Linked DNA regions of Mus musculus: region 1 is linked to region 2. Evidence: chromatin contacts called from public Hi-C data. All regions are on one chromosome and are shown on one strand. Each heading gives the region's core, a stretch centred on a gene start, on an enhancer-like site or on the middle of the called end of the contact. The rest is flanking DNA. Distances are from core to core; before and after follow the strand shown.

The links. Hi-C and Micro-C count contacts between places; a contact is called where the count stands out from the background.
Region 1: a Hi-C map of bone marrow-derived macrophages shows a contact between it and region 2, with 22 read pairs. The contact joins two enhancer-like sites. A contact is called at or near these places in 3 of 484 Hi-C or Micro-C datasets (bone marrow-derived macrophages, embryonic stem cells and nephron progenitors) and 4 of 9 other capture datasets (adipose tissue, embryonic stem cells, liver and 1 more).

What each region holds. Positions count from the first base shown.
Region 1 is chr12:111,308,117-111,311,616 of GRCm38.p6, reverse strand. Cdc42bpb (CDC42 binding protein kinase beta) reads left to right here. Exons shown (of 37, transcript NM_183016.2): 21 at 51-130; 22 at 3,420-3,500. Among named protein-coding and RNA genes, the nearest start is that of A230087F16Rik, 25 kb to the right of the region's middle. Within about 2 kb of position 2,151, at least 10 of the 459 cell types and tissues checked have an H3K27ac peak or open chromatin away from gene starts, as enhancers often do. A contact at or near this core is called in bone marrow-derived macrophages, where this site is marked.
Region 2 is chr12:111,069,900-111,073,697 of GRCm38.p6, reverse strand. All of the region lies in intron 2 of Rcor1 (REST corepressor 1), which reads right to left. It also overlaps the pseudogene Gm46379. Among named protein-coding and RNA genes, the nearest start is that of Rcor1, 32 kb to the right of the region's middle. Within about 2 kb of position 1,722, at least 146 of the 459 cell types and tissues checked have an H3K27ac peak or open chromatin away from gene starts, as enhancers often do. A contact at or near this core is called in bone marrow-derived macrophages, where this site is marked.

The DNA of each region.
Region 1 (3,500 bases), core at 902-3,401, 240 kb before region 2:
AGGACCGATGTCTTCATGGTTTTGCCTCAGTTTGCCTTTCTTCCTTGCAGGGCTCAAACTTCCAGATTTCCAGGATTCTATCTTTGAGTATTTCAACACTGCTCCTCTTGCACATGATCTGACTTTTAGAGTGAGTATTGCGTTTTGAAAGCAAGTATGAAATTTTGAAATAATAGTAGTAGTATGTAGGCCGGGTGTGGTGGCACATGCCTTTAATCCCATCACTCAGGAGGCAGAGGCAGACAGGCCAGCCTGGTTGATAAAGGAAGTTCCAGGGCAAGGCAGGACTAAATAGAGAAACCTTGTTTCAAAGCTGAAGGTCCAACACTCATTGAGAGTTGGCCCAGGTGACATCATGGGCTGGGAAGTCACATGTGTGAAGGTGGAGAGCTCTGCAGGTGTCAAACTGTTCCTGGAGTCTAAGCGGACTGAGAAAAGGCTCAACCTTTTCGGGGCCTCTGGCTGAGTAGTGTGTGTTTGAGATAAAATTTAAAACACAAGTAATGATAGTCATGTTGCCGTTTCTAATGTGAATATATAGCTTGGGTTCAGTGATTAGTGGGAAAAGTGGGTTATAAGTGATTCAGTACCAAGCAGTTTACCAAGACCCTGCCTGGTCCTGCTCGTCAGGGTGACCAGTGTGTGACTGCTTGTCTGCTTAGATTGCCTTTGTAGTGGGGATGAGCCCATTCCGCCCTTCACACAGGTGAGCAGCCCAGTAAATGTCTTCTAGTTCCTGCAGTGCACATACACAGAGGCGTGGAGTAGGCTGGACTACGGCTTAGTGACAGGGCACATGCCTCGCTCAGGCTTGATCCCCAGGACTGAAGGGGACGGGAGCTGGAAGAATGAGTGAGTGTGCGCGCGCATGGCGTTAGCGGAGCTTCTGCTAAAGCACCTGATGGTGGTGTTGACCCACCAGCCCAGTCAGAGTGGGGCATACTGAGCGTGCACATACTGAGCGTGCACGCCCTCACCTGGTGTGTGCTCCGCTTGCACACTTGCTTTTTCTCTGCTTGACTCCCTCGCTGACAGCTTCTTAGCTGATAGTGGTTTACAGACAGCAGCGACCCAGGACACCTCACCCTCACTCCCCCCTGGCACTCAGGTTCTTCTCCGTGAACTTCAGTGCCATCCTAAGGCTGTACCAGCAGTGAGTTTCGGCTCAGAGTAGACCTGCCTGTGTCCTGGACAACTGCTCTCCCTGTTCACGATGTACCGGAGGCCACTGGTGGCATTTAATCATCAGGCGCCATCTAAATGGCCTGTCTGTCCCACTTAGGACAAGGGGAATGCCCACACTCTGGGTTTACATCATGTTCCCTGTGCGTGGTGTGCGCGTGGTGTGTGTGTGGTGTATGCGTGGTGTGTGCGAGGTAGGAGGCAGTGTTGGCATTGTCTGAACAGGAGACAAATTCTTTTCTCTTCAGAGTTCACTTTGCAAATGCATCGCTGGGTTGAAGTGGCAAGGGCGTGGCGCCCCCACCCCCAACCCGTTTGTAGGTAGTAGTCACGGGTGACCACGTGGGGATGTTGTAACACTTCCAGGGCACCAGGGGGGCGTTCAAGTCACTCAGCTGTTTGACTTGACTCCACAGCGGTTCTCTGTGTAGCCCTGGCTGTCCTGGAACTCACTCTGTAGACCAGACTGGCCTCAAACTCAGGGATCCACGTGCCTCTGCTGGGGTTAAAAGTGTGACCACCACGCCCAGCAAGTCCTCAGTTCTTAAGCAGATCCATTATAAAAGTAATTTCTCACCTTGGACAAACCTTATCAGGGGGTAAATGGAAGAGCTGGGTGACTGTCACAGCATGGACGAGTTAGACATGGAGGCGGAGCAGCACGCCTCGTTCGCTGTCCAGCATGTTGCCCATGTCTAGACCCTGTTCAACACTGTTCACCTGAGTGTGGATGTGTTTCCTAGGAGAGAGCACCCTCAGCTGCATTGGGGTCCGAGCTCTCCTGGGAGCTCTTTCCCCTGCCAGATTAAACATGCTGCTGAATGCTAGAGCCGGGTCTCCATGGAGCCTCATTGGACTTTCTTGCCAGGGTTTACTGGGTGGGAAATGATCATTTGTGTTCCTCCTGTCTGTTACACCAAGGACTCGCTCTCTTCCTCATCTGCATCTTCTCTGCTAGCCTTGTGGGAGGACGTAAGTGACTGCAGTTCCCCTTCCGCGGGCTGCTCGGAGACAGTGCCCCGCGTGCCCTGACTTCTGAGTCTGCGTCCTTTGATTAACAACTAAGGAAACGGCTTTCATGCCGCTAAAACTGACTCCATTGGCTTGCTCTTCACTTACCAGCTGGATCGCTGACCTGTTTAACTTGCCTTGTGGGTGGTACTCATAACTACTAGCTCTGCTCACTACCTAATTAATGTCCCTGTCCACAGAGGTCCTTTACCAACTCCACCACTGCAGAATGCAGTTGTACCTGTGCTGTGTGTGACCCCTAGTCTCTCCTCCCCTCAGAATGTGGAGTCCTCCTCAGGGTCTGATCCGCAGCTGTCGGAAGGTGTGCACGGTGCTTTTGGATCAAAAGCAGGACACAGTTCAGCTGTAGACTTGTAGGCGCTTCTGCACATTTCCGAGTACTTTTGTGCACTGGGAGTAGCCAAACACTGCACCCACGCAATGTTGTATGAGGGCTACACCCGCAGAGAGGTTCACTCCAGAGAGCCAATCGTGAGGTGCCTGTGAGTGCAGGGATTGTTAGAGGAAGACCCTGTGTTCGCTGAAGTGCCAGCTCTAGCTGTCAGGGCCCTGAGGGAGCGGTAGATTCACGTGATTTCTGGAAGGAGGGAGGGAGGTTAAGCGTCTGGGCCGTCTGAGGACCGCCTGAGGGTGATTTTCCTAGTTGCTTTATTTTTTTTTATATATATATATATTTTTTTTAAAGATTTATTTATTATTATATGTAAGTACACTGTAGCTGTCTTCAGATATACCAGAAGAGGGCATCAGATCTCGTTACGGATGGTTATGAGCCACCATGTGGTTGCTGGGATTTGAACTCTGGACCTTTGGAAGAGCAGTCGGGTGCTCTTACCCACTGAGCCATCTCACCAGCCCTAGTTGCTTTATTTTTAAGAGATAGGTTTTTACTGTGTGGCCTTTGCTGGCCTTTAGAGCTCATTCTTTAGTGCAGGTTGGCCTCAGACTCAGTGCTGATTAGAGGCGCGCACTACGCCTAGGCCCTGGTTCCTAGTTTATAATGGCTGGAGGCGAGACAGCCTATGTTACAGGGTGGCCAGGCACCATCTTCCTATTGACAATAATAGTGACTTGCCAGTCCCTGTAAATGACGGAATACTTGTGAGGAAACAGTTCGTGGTGAGACCTGGGGGCAGGGTACAGGGGACCCCAGGCCCTGACAATATACTATTGTCCAGGAAAAATGACACCTTTTCTTTTTACAGACCAGCTCAGCTAGTGACCAGGAAACACAGGCTTCAAAGATGGACTTGTCCCCATCAGTGTCTGTAGCCACGAGCACAGAG
Region 2 (3,798 bases), core at 473-2,972:
ATAAACCAAGGAAAACAAAAGGCAAGGAAAGTTGTGGGGAGGGGGGATTAAAACAGAAAACAAAGAAATAAAGCCACAGTTAGTCAGAAAGGTAGGAGGGAGGGAGGGAGGGAAGGAGGGAGGGAGGGAGGGAAGGAGGGAGAGAGGGAAGGAGGGAGGAAGGAGGGAGGGAGGGAGGAAGGAAGGAAGGAAGGAAGGAAGGAAGGAGGGAGGGAGGGAGGGAAGGAGGGAGAGAGGGAAGGAGGGAGGGAGGGAAGGAGGGAGAGAGGGAAGGAGGGAGGAAGGAAGGAAGGAAGGAAGGAAGGAAGGAAGGAGGGAGGGAGGGAGGAAGGAAGGAAGGAGGGAGGGAAGGAGGGAGAGAGGGAAGGAGGGAGAGAGGGAAGGAGGGAGGGAAGGAGGGAGGGAGGGAGGGAGGAAGGAAGGAGGGAGGGAGGGAAGGAGGGAGAGAGGGAAGGAGGGAGGGAGGGAAGGAGGGAGAGAGGGAAGGAGGGAGGGAAGGAGGGAGGGAGGGAGGGAGGAAGGAAGGAGGGAGGGAGGGAAGGAGGGAGTGAGTCTAGTTAGTTCAGTGTGGGAGCTCAGATCTGTCATCAGAGTAGCTCTCAGGCGGCTATGGCAGGGAATTCTAAGTCCAAAGCCAGTAAGGTTACAGTGAGCCTTTATCCTTAAGGAAAAGGGGGTAACGTTAGGGAGGTAGAGCTGAGTTGGTAGCATGGATTCCCCAGGTTCAGTCCCTGTCATAGCATGAATTGAGTGATAACCTCAGTGACGGTCAGAAGCTGAAGGTCTCCTTAGCTACACAGAATGTTTAAGGCTAGCCTGGGCTGCATGAAACCTCAGTCACCCACGAGAGACAATTTAAATTGACTTTTGCTTGCTTTGTTCTGCCCCTTTTTTTATTGGACACAGCTTCCAGGGTTAGACATGTTTTTTCTGAGGGTACTTCTTTTTAACCTGGTGGCAATTATTCTTTCCACACCACATTTACACTTGAGATTTCTTCAACCATTTCTGTTAATTGCTTTGGAGTATTTAACTGCACAGCTCAACGCCATATAATTCAACAGCCACTCCAACTCAACGTGTTTAGACAAAACTTTTCCTTCAGTTTGACCATCACCAGCATTCTGACTCTTTTTTAAATCTCAAAAACAGATAGTGTCACTTACAGAGTCAGTAAAGACAACAGTTATGCCTGAAATCAAATATCCAACAAGAGAGTCAGTCCTAGGAACCACATAGTGCACAGAGACCACAAGCACAGACTGCTATTGGACAGGTGCCTAACCTGTGGGCAGAGACACAGAGCAAACGAACCTAAGTGAAGAGCAAAGCGCGGCTTCACGCTCAAGAATCGTCCCCAGCAAGAACAACTCAGGTCCTGCTGGAAGTCGGTGCCCATTCATGACGGGATGAAAACAAGATGGGTTTAACGTAGAGAGGAAGCTGAGGTGAAATTAAGCCTCCACACCAGCTCTCCAAGGAGAGCTGCAGGCAGCATCACCATCTGAAGTGGGAAATAAGCCTTTCATTACCAAGCATCCTTCATTGGGAGGGACACCCATCACAAACAGTGTGAGGGGATCCTGAGGAAGAGACAGACCCTGTAGTTCTGTCAGCTCTCTTTAGATCAAAGAAACAAAAGTAGGGGAGTAGAACATATGACCTCTGCTCTGAGCCCTGTGACAGGAAGGAACTGGTAAGAGCCTAGCTGTAACTCAAAGCCACCCGGAGTCTGCGCAGTAAGCAGAGCAGGCCTCCCCTGCAACTGCAAAGCGAAAAGGAAACTGCAAGGTCAGCTCGCTCCCTCCTGAGAGCCTTTACAGGGAGACATGGTCTGGTGTTCCGGGAGACAGCAGACGGACCTGTGGTCTAACAGCCATTACTAACACGCCAGCTTACCTACAGATGGGCCTGCTCAGTACCTGTCACTACACTGCCCCTCTGATAACAGAAATGCTCCCCCCAACCCAACCTGTGCTTCTCCCCAAAGCATTCTTTTCAATTATCCTGTGTGCATGGTGCTCTGCTTGACTGTGTTCGTGTACCACGTGGGCCTGCTGCTTGAGCAGACCAGAAAAAGACATCCGATTCCCTAAGAGTGGGTTCTCTGGCATGTAGGTGCATGTGCAACCCCAACCCCACTTACACACACACACTGCACACACAAGAGAATAGTAAATTTAAAGTTAGTCTTAAACTAAGATTAAAACACTCAGGTGCCATGTGGGTACTAAAAAGCAGAACCTGGACTTCTGAAAGAGCAGCAGTGGTCAGCCTTTCCCAAACACTTAATAAATTATGTTGCTCAATTATTTTATTTTATTTTGAGACCAGGTCTATCTACTATGACGGCCAAACTGGCCTCTAACGTGAAATCCTATCACTTCCCATTCCTCACACTGGGTTACAGGCTACATCGAGCTTGCATGTTTCCTTTTATCTATTTTCTTTCCTCTGAGTCTTAGGCTGTTAAGGAGCAATGACAGCATGCGTGATGCAAGAGTGGAATGGTCTCTCTACATCAGAATAAACAGCATCCCCCTGTGTCAGACCTGTGTAGCGCTGCATCCTAACAAATGACTTTTCTGTAACTAATCCATTTATGAGCACTATATTAGCTCCTCCCTACACCCCAGTCTCTACATTGCTTTATTCTTTTTAGGGATAGGGAGGCAGGAGGGATACTAGCAATGGAACCCAAGGCCTGGTACCTGCTATCACTGAGCTGCAATCCAGCCCTCTGTCCTCTTAAAATAAAAGGGAAACTTAGTGGGCTGGAAAGATGGATCAACGGATAAGAACACTGACTGCTCTTCCAAAGGTCCTGAGTTCAAATCCCAGCAACCACATGGTGGCTCACAACCATCTGTAATGAGATCTGATGCCCTCTCCTAGTGTGTCTGAAGACAGTGACAGTGTACTTAGATGCAATAATAAATAAATCTTTAAAAAAAAGGGGAAACTTATAACACTGCAATTTAAATTTACTCAAACTGTGTAATATTAAAGAGGCATTTACTCTTAATACTAGACTTGAAGCTAAAAGGATAAAATGGCCTGTGATCTCTTTTTTTTTGGAGGGGGGGTTGTTGCTCTATTTCTTTCTTCTTTTTTTTTTTTTTTTTTTTAAATTAGGTATATTCCTCATTTACATTTCCAATGCTATCCCAAAAGTCCCCCATACCGACCCCCTGCCTGTAATCTCTTAAAGAGCATGCTCCCTAACATCACACTGACAATGGAACAGAGCCAATGCTGTCAATCTCTCACTACCACAGAGAAAACACATCTACTTCTCAAATGAAAGTTCCATCGGAGGGTAGGTAATGTGGCCTAAAGGGTAAAGGTGTTGTTTTCTGAGTTCCACACTTAAGCCCATGATGGAAGGAGAGAACAGACTACCAAATGTTGTCCCCTGACATGCGCATGCATGCTGTAACACATGTGCAACCCCACTTACATACACACGTACACACAAGAGAATAAATAAAAGTATTATAGATTGGCTCCAAGTTGAGGTTAGTCTTAAATTAAGATTAAAACACTGGGTCATGGGGTTGGAGAGATGGCTCAGTGGTTAAGAGCACTGGCTATTCTTCCAGTGGTCCAGAGTTCAATGTCCAGCAACCACATGGTGGCTCACAACCATCTGTGATGGGATCCAATGATGTCCTCTTCTGGTGTGTCTGAAGACATCTACAATGTACACACCTGCATAAAATAAATAAATAATTTTTTAAAAACCCACTTGGGTCATAATAAACCTAACAAGATGGGGGTGGGGCAACGTGTATGGGG